2 separate regions of the Canis lupus genome follow, and region 1 is linked to region 2. The links are chromatin contacts, called in public Hi-C maps. All regions are on one chromosome and are shown on one strand. Each heading gives the region's core, a stretch centred on a gene start, on an enhancer-like site or on the middle of the called end of the contact. The rest is flanking DNA. Distances are from core to core; before and after follow the strand shown.

Region 1 (4,406 bases), core at 594-3,093, 180 kb after region 2:
TCACAGGATGGCCTTGATCTCAGTGATCCATCCCGAGGGCATGTGAAAAAGCCCAGGAAAGAGAACATCGGATTGTTTCTAACAGGACAGCCCAACTGTATTTCAGCTCCAGGAATGTTACGTGCTCCTGTTTGGACTTCATTAGTAATTCAACATGTCTGATTTGCCCACACAATGCTCTCAACTTAGTTTACCCATTTGACCTGGAACAAAGTGAAAGCACATTTTGCTCAGTTGAAAGGTCTCCTGGCAAGTTGGTTAGCAACAGGCTTGCCAGTCCCGGTTCAGTTAGCAAAGAATAAACACATTTCATGTGACAATTACTAGTGCACTGACTTCCTTACTGTGCAATTTGCTATTGTACATTCTTGAACCTTTTTTTTTTTTTTTTTTTTTTTTTACTTGCTGCTCCACTTTGTCATCCCCGCCTCAACAAGATTTGCAATTTCTTGCGAAGTCTCTACATTTCTCCGTTGCCGTGATGGACCCACTTTCATAGCCAAGAGGCAGGATCAGATAAAAGTTCCTCTGGAGGGAGGGGACAGCGGCACCGCAGTCTGTCTCACATCTTCCCTCGGTGGCTGAACGCTGTGGCTTGATACGTACCAATTAAGGAATCCGGCTACGGCTTCCACAACTACCAATTTTACCGGAGTTCTCTAGAATTTGGTCGCTTGGGAGTGTGTGCTGGTGAGAGGGCGAGTGCCCCGGGGCCGCGGGGGCCGCAGGCGTGTCTCCCGGAGCCAGACCTCGTCCGGGGAGCGACGCCCCGACTGGCCTCCCGGAGCCCGCGGCCGCGGCGCCCCGACCTGCACCGGGGGGCGGGGGGGCGGGGGGGCGGGACGGAGCGCGGGCGCCGCTCGGTTCCGCTCCCCGCGCTCGGGCGGGCCACGACTGCGCCGCGTCCCCCGCGTCCCCGCGCGCCCTGCCTCCCGAGGATACCTGCGCAACTCGGCGCACGCCGGCCCCAGCGCTTTTAAAAGTGTGTTTCTGGTGGTCACGGTGCGCCCCGAGAAGGTCGCGCCGCACCCCCCCGGGGCGCGCGAGGCCCCGGAGCCCGGAGACAGGCCCCTCCCAGCGCAGCTGTCGCTGCCGCCTGCGGGCTCCTTTCACTTTCTCACGGCCAAGTCACCCAGAGGGGCGCCGCTGCCGCCGCCGCCGCTGCGCCCGAGGACTCCGCCCCGCGCCGCCTCGCTACCGGCCCCCCGCCCGCCCGGGCCCCGCCCACCGCAACAGCTCCTGCCCGCGATTGGCTCGCGCGAGCGGCAGCTCCGGCCCGCCTCGCCCATTGGCTGCGCCCTCCTGTCAGTCCGACGGTCGCCCGCCACTCCCCCCGCCCTCCCGCGAGGCCGCCCTCCCATTGGAGGAGGCCGCGCGCTGGGGGCGGGCGGGGAGCGCCGGCCCAGCCGCTTACGGTCAATCGCAGGGGCCCAACGCCGGGAGGGAGGGAGGCAGGGGGAGGAGAGGGGCGGGCCGAGGCCGGGCGGGGGGGAACATCTGGCCGGCGCCGCCGCGTGCGTGCGTGGTGCGTCCTCCCGCCCCCTCCCCTCCCCCTCCCCCGCCCGCCCCCCCTCCCCGCCCCCCCTCCCGGCCGGCGGCTCCGCACTCGCTCCCTCGCTCGCTCCCTCGCTGTGTCTGGCAGGCTGCGGCCGCCGCTGGGCTGCTGCCATGGGGAGCCGTTGAGAGTGGGGCCCTCTTCGCTCCGCCGCGCTCCTCCGGCTGCCAGCGGGGGTGGGTGGGAGGGAGGGAGGGGGCAGGGGGAGCGGGCGACGGAGCCGGGATTGGGGGGCGGGGGGGCCGGGAGGGAGGGGGGCCAGAGGAGGAGGAAGCCCACCAAGTCCGGCGGCGGCGGCGGCGGCGGCGGCCGGGAGGAAGAGGAGGAGGAGGCGGAGGACGCGGCGGCGGCGGCGGCGGCGGCGGCGGCGGCGGCGGGGACGCGGTGACTTAGGGCCGCTCCGTGTGAGTGCCGGCGCCCGCCCCGGCCCCTGACCCGGCGCCCCCTCCGCGCCCGGCCCCCCTGGCGGGCGGGGGGCGCCAGCTGTGCGGCCCGGGCCGGGCCGGGGCGGGCGGAGGGCGGGCCGGGCCGGGCCGGGGGCGCCCCCGCGAGTGGAGTTTAGTTTGTGTGCTCGGAGCGGTTGGGGCGGCGGGGGGCGGCGCAGCTGCGGGAGGCCGGGCGCGGGGACGGGGCCGCCGCAGCTGCGGGGTCGGGCGGGGTGCGGGCTCGCCGGCTCCGCGCCGCGCCCCCCGCCCCCCTCCCCGCGGCCGGTGCAGCTGCGGCGCGGGGCGGGCTCCCGGCCCGTGCAGCTGCGGCGGCGCCTCCCGGGTGCGGAGGGCGGCGGGCTGGGGGAGGGGGGCTTGGGAGCCGCCGCAGCTGCAGCGGCGCCCGGGACGGCCGCGGCTCCGGGGACCGGTGCAGCTGCAGTGGCGCCCGGGGGGGAGGGGGCCGGCGGGGGAGGGGCCCCTCCCGGGCTGGTGCAGTTGCCGGGAGGCCCCGGGGGCTCGCGCGCCGCGGCGTCGGGGAAGCGGTAGCAGCCACCCTCCTCCCGCGGGCTGCTTCTTACGACTTTTCTTTTGTTGTTGCCGTGACCCGGGTCTGTTTTCTCGTCTGCTGTGGAAGGTGTTTTCCTGCTGCACCGGCTCTCCGCCCTCCACCTCCTTCCCTGTGGTTTAACCTTCCTCTTTCCCCGTGTGTTTTATGCACGGCGAACTACGTGGAGATTTGCATTTCTTACCCACCCCACCCCCGGCCCCACTCCGCACCCTCGCCCCCACCCCTCGGGAGAAACAGAAGCCCAGCCTCACAGTCCGTCCCTGGACCCCGCGGTAGCAGGACTGCGAAGGGGTTGATTTGTGGGGTGGGAGTCGCTGGCCCATTGCGGTGCTTGGGACTCATTAAACTGTCACTCACCCCCCACCCCACCGGGTAAATGGGGTGATTAATGTCTGATACGTTGGAATGGGGCGAGGGCATTTGTGGAGAATAGGTTGTGTGGCTGGGAAGGAATGTGGCTCCCGAAGAGTGCCTCCCGCAATAGGCGTTCGTCATCCTGTCATTCACCGCGAAGTTAGAGAAAGTTCGGTCTGTGACTTTGGCAGAGCGAGGGAGACTGGACGGAGACGCCGGTGTTTGTTACTGGTTAACTGTGCCGCGGTGTTCGGGTGAGGACCGGGCGGTGACCAGCAGGGCTGCGACGCTCGCGCCTCGGGCCTGCGCTGCGCCTCGCCCTCCCGAGCCCGTGGGGATGGCTTTGACATTCACAGATGTCGCAGCACCTTGCAGGGCACGGGGCAGCCCAGCCCGGGTTACGTTATGATTTCATCAGCCATTAGAAAAAGACCCACAAAGTCGAGCTGAAAAGTTCCCAAACTTACTAGACTTGCCCCCCCCCCTTCTTACTGAAAGCTGAAAGGTTTTCTTGTGATCACGAAACATCACAGAGTGACCCAAAAAAAGATTGTTATGGGACACAGATCAAGGGGAAGACAAAGTTCTGCTTTTTTTTTTTTTTTAATTTTTTTTTTCTCCCCTGAGCGGAGAGTCAGATCAGATATGCAGGTGCAGTGTTCATTTTAAGCGGCCGTAGCAGGTTGTATCAGTTTATTAATTTGTCTCATTGAACTGAAGTACTTTCCAGGATTTCAGAAAGTGCAGTTTCACCTTGTTGATAGTGAGAGTTGAAATTTGCATGTAGTGGCAATGTAGAAATTTTATTGAGTAGGTTGTAGGACACAAATAGTTAAAATTAAGAGGGAAATAATAAGGTGAACCCGGCTGTAGTAATAGTTCTGTATAGTCTCCCAGCATTGAGACATGTATGCCATTATCTTGGCAGGAAAAAAAAAAAAAATGAAAGTACCGTAATAATGTTGAAATGGGACTGGAGATGTCAATTGGGTTGGTTTAAAAATATCCCTAAGCTGCCTTTGAAACTAAACGTTGGAGTTGAATAAAAGTGAATCTGGATTTCCTGAATAGCACCGTGGCTTGAGTGTGCTGTCAGTATGTGAGCCAGTCCACCAACTTAAGACAGAAGTGTTGCTATTCCATAAATACAGTAGAACTCCATATGCTGAGTTTTTCAATTTCTTTCTGTTAGAAAGTTTGGAAAAAAAGGGAGACTTTGAAGTATTTTGTTTATACTAACAGAAGAGAAAAGTTCTCCTAAGAAAAAGCTGGTGGCAGGAGTGTAGAGGAGTAGCATATGGCATTAAAAGGAGCACAGCTGGAGGTAGCATTTCCATCTGAACATGATGTCAGAGCAGCTGACAGCCTGCCATCCCTCAGCCTTTTATTCTAACACACAGACAGGGAGTTAGTGTGTGCGGATCTGTGGTGGAGAAGGTATCTTATTCCTCTCTAACATCATCTCCACTTTGCATCTGTCTCTCTTAGTCCGCTTTTTTTC
Region 2 (4,453 bases), core at 1,094-3,593:
TTTTACAGCTATAAAATTACATAAACTGAAAGTCCAAAGCTGAACCCCCTTAAGTACCTTTACATACACAACTTAGAGTTGTCAAACTAAAAATTAATTTTAAGTTGGAAAACTCACTAAAGTAATCATTACAGAAGTAATCATTACAGAAAGACTAAGTATAGAGGACAAAATGAATAGAAATAACAGTTTCCTAAGTTTTTTGGTAGAAATACTTTGGACTAGGTATTTTTTTAATTCTGTAGGAAAACCTACTACTGAAAACACATACCGCAAACATACAACAGAACGCTACAGCTGTACATTCATCTAAATTCCAGTGCTGTCTCATTCATGTGATATATGCACTCCCTCACTTTAAAATTAGAAGCTCAAGCCAATCAAAGATATTGGGGTCAGCCCTAGTGAGACAAACAAGAAGCAGATCTTCAAATACAACCTCCTCGGTAAACTTTCAAAATCAAGATTGTGTGTTGGCAAAAGAAAAAAAAAAATAAAAAAAAACCAACAGTCCCTATATATATACTCCAAATTATTATGCATTCACCTTAAAAAGCTAATAGTTTACTAAAAACTAGACTTCGTGATAAAAAAAAAAAAAACACGTTCACGTTTTACACAACCACTTCCTGGATGTGTGTATTGGTTTTGGACCACCACCTCCTGGAATATTCATATTCATTTATACATATTTTGCAAGGATATTTAAGTTCTGAAAACAAACTTTCCTAAACCATGTTTATTGGACTCATCTAGCTTTGGCTTTTTCAACTATTTCCTAACAACGTATAACCTAATTTAATGAGCTTCCACCAAAAACCAAACCCCAGGGGTTGACTAGTAATTTACAGCCTACTAAAAGATATAAAATGACCATGCCTTTACAAATATGGAACATATGTCTAACTTGATGATTTGAAGCAGTTGGCAAGGTATTATTAACTGCAAGAAGTCATCATCTCACATGTTTTTGCTACAAGATGAACTAGAAAAGTGTGAACATTTTCTTAATGGTACTACTTAATACAGATACATAGGTTTCGCTGCGAATTTCTACTTGAAAACGTAATCAATTACAAACTACTGGGCTCTCGACCAATTACCACACTGGTGAAATGGGTTGGTTTTATTTTCACAACGTTCTCTTGGTGCAAGAAATGGGAGCATCCTACCCTTGGCTTATGGGTAAGCCTTTCCCCCCTGCTTTCAGAAAATATACAGTAAATACCGGTTTTGAAACCCTGGCCCCAAAGAGACTCAATTCAGCCTAAGTGAAGATCCCCGGGTAATCCCAAACAAGGAATGACCCCGCCTGGAAGTCAGGGTGTACACGGCGACCAGCTAGGCTTCAACTTTGGGCTCTTAGGGCCCAGCAAGCATCATGGCTGATGCAGACCGATGCGCAGGAGGAGGAGGAGGAGGTGGACGAGGAAGAGGCTGGTTTGTTTACTTGCAGCCTGAGCCGCCGCCGCGCCAGCAGCGACAGCATCACTGGATCCGCCAAACCCAGCATCTTCCGCACATTTCTATTCTTAGCACACAACTCCCAAGCGGATTAAAACCCCACTACTATTAAAAACACAGACGAGCACGTTACCCACCTCCCACACACACACACACACACACACACACACCGCCCCCCCCCCCCCCCAGGGCCGTCTTTTCCTGCGCGCCGGCAGCAGGGGAGGGTGGGGAGGAAGGAGACCCCGGGGGACGCCGGAGCATCCTCGCCTGCACCCCACCCCGCGCGCGCAGACAGCCCCCGCGCCGGGCCGCGCGGCAGACGGCCCCCTCCCCCCAACCCAAACACGCCGGCACCGGCCGTCCCCGCGTTATATAAGCCCGCCGCCGCCCCCGCCGCCGCCGCCGCCCCCGCCCCGCCCCCGCCCGGCCGGGGCCCCCTCCCCACGCCGCGCCGCCCGGGCCGGCGGGGAGCGGGCGCTGCGCAGCGGCTGGAGGCGCCAGGGCCGGGGCAGCGCAGACGCGGCCGGTACCGCTAGGCCGGGAACACCCTCCCCGGCCCCCCGCGCGCCGCCGCCCCCCAGCTTCCCCCGGAAAGTGAGGGGGTGCCGGTGTCAGCGGCGCCGGGCATCCCCCGGCCTCCCCACCCACACCCACACCCGAGCCTCCGGTGACCCAGCCCCCGCCCACGCCCCCGGCGCGGTGACAACCCAGACGCCCCCGCCTCCCCCCACACCACCCCCCCGCCCTAGGGAGGCCCGGGGCCGGGGGCCCGGAGGGAGAGGAGGCCCGGCGGGGAGGGGGCGAGCGGGGGGCGGTGGCTGTTACCTGCAAAGGCGGCGGCGGCGGCGGCGGCGGCGGCGGCGGCGGCGGCGGCGGCGGCGGCGGCGGCGGCGGCCCCGCAGCTGCTCGGGCGGCGGCGGAGGATGGAGCCGGGGGGGCGGGGGGAGGAGAGGGGGCGACTCGGGGGTCCCCCCTCCCTCCTCCTCCCCTCCTGTCCTCCCCCCACCCCGCAGAGCCTCTGGCCCCCCTGGAGCCCGGTGCGGCCGGCGGGAGGGCAGGCGAAGGCTGCAGGGGAGGGAGGAGGGAGCCGGCCGGGCCGGGCCGCGGAGCTGGAGCGGGAGGCGGCGGCGGCGGCGGCGGCGGCGGGAGGGGAGGGCGGAGGGAGGGAGGGAGGGCGGGCGGCGGCGGGGGGAGGAGGAGGCGGAGACTCTACATGGGAATCGGATATCGGCTACAAATTCAATTCATCACCAGAAAACACCGCTCGGGCGGGGGTCGGGTCACGCCGGCGAGGCGGCGGCGGGCGGAGGCTGCGGGGCCCGGGGCGCGCCCGGCGCGGGTCGGGGGCCCGCGGCCTCCTCTGGGGGGGAGGGGGCCGCGCCTCGCCCGGGGGACCCCGCCGCCGCCGCCGCCGCCTCCCCGCCCCCTCCTTCCTCCCTCCCGGGCCCCGCCGCCGATCGCTGCTCGTCGCCGCCGCCGCCGCCGCCGCCGCCGCCGCCGCCGCCGCCGCGGGGCTTGTTGTTGACTTTGAGGAAAACTCCTGACGTCAGGGGCTGGCTCTCGGCGACTGGCGGGAGCGGCTTCCCCGCGTCCCCGGCCCTGCCGCCGCCTCGGCTCCCCTCCCTGCCGCGCCCTCGTCCGCAGGCTTCCCCGCGCCCCCCAACCCGCGGCGCCCCGCGCCCCCTCTCCTCTCGCGAGAACATCCCCCCCAGCCCGCCGGAGCCGGCAGCGGGGGCAGGCGCTCCCGGGCGGGAAGTTCTGGCGGTGCCCGCGCCCTCGTGGCCCGCGGCGGCCCCCCGAGGCCCGGCGGCGCCCCCGGGGAGGTGGGCGGGCCGCGCCCCCCGGGCCCCCGCGCCCCCCGCGCCCCCGCGACCCCGCGCCCCCCGGGCTCGGCCCCGAGCGCGGAGCCTCCTCGGCTGTCGGCGGAGACCTGGCCGCGCGGCCCGAGCACGCCTCTCCGGGGAGCCGCGGCCGCGCGGGACCGGCGGGACTCTTCGCACGACACCCTTCTTAGGGAGAGTAGTTTGCGTGGACTTGGGGGAAGCCATGATGTGCTGCATTCACTACGAAGGAGATAGCCATCTCTTTCCTTTGAAGTTCACGGCTCCCGAGACTGTGCAGTGGAGACACGGCTTGTGCAAAAGGCCATGCTCTCCTGTCCATCGCGGTCCGTAAAGTTATGAAAGAAGTTGTTGGGTTTGTTTTGGGGGTTTTTCTGTTTTGTTTTGTTTTTTGATGTTGTTGTTGTTGACACCGTGTTGTGTCGCTTCTGGAACTTTGCAAAGACCTGTATTGTCTCACCACGTGGCTGTCGCTGTTGGGGTACCTGCTATTGCTCCCAACGCCAGGTTCCTGGTGGTGCCCCTGGCTCCCTTCCGCAGAATTCCTCCCGCACGAGCGCGCTCCCCCGCTTCCCCGCGGCCTGCCTACCTGTGACAGCGGCCGAGCTCTCCTCCTGTGGGTGCACCACAGCATGAAACCTAAGAGGAAAAAGGGGGAGGAACGGGGGCTAAGTCCATTTTCCCCACTGGTCGGGGACGATGCCACAACAAAATCTGCCTTCTTTAAGATACACAAGTCTCCCTGGTGGAAAAGTCCTCAATTGCTGCTTTTCCTCTTTCCCCATAGTTCCCAACACATCAAGAACTGATTAGTGAACATAGACTTGTTTCCTGATACACTGTATCGGTGTATAACGTACACAGTTTATTCCCATAATCATCAGACCTCTAACAGTCCCTATTGGCAAAGCCATTCGGTTACAGATTTCTTGCTGTAAAACACAGTAATGGGTCACATTTTTATTCGATAATAATCCACTCCACTTATCTTTAAGAAAAGAGCGCCTATGACACCAGAGCTTAAAAGTGTCTCCAAAGCTCTTGTAAAATATTCGACTCCGATAGGTGTGGTGTTCTGAATTACTAGAATCTCTTATTAATTTTAATTTTCATTTGTTTCCAATTTGAACATCAACATCTTTGGGAGA

Evidence for each region. Hi-C and Micro-C count contacts between places; a contact is called where the count stands out from the background.
Region 1: a Hi-C map of blood shows a contact between it and region 2, with 2.2 times the contacts expected there. The contact joins the promoter of ZBTB18 here to the promoter of AKT3 in region 2. A contact is called at or near these places in 3 of 9 Hi-C or Micro-C datasets (amygdala and blood).

Annotation. Positions count from the first base shown.
Region 1 is chr7:35,066,332-35,070,737 of UU_Cfam_GSD_1.0, forward strand. ZBTB18 (zinc finger and BTB domain-containing protein 18) reads left to right here and starts at 1,844. Exons shown (of 2, transcript XM_038542739.1): 1 at 1,844-1,959. It overlaps LOC111096696 (a long non-coding RNA gene), which reads left to right. Exons shown (of 4, transcript XR_005362219.1): 4 at 1-433.
Region 2 is chr7:34,884,847-34,889,299 of UU_Cfam_GSD_1.0, forward strand. AKT3 (RAC-gamma serine/threonine-protein kinase) reads right to left here and starts at 2,344. Exons shown (of 13, transcript XM_038542735.1): 1 at 2,290-2,344.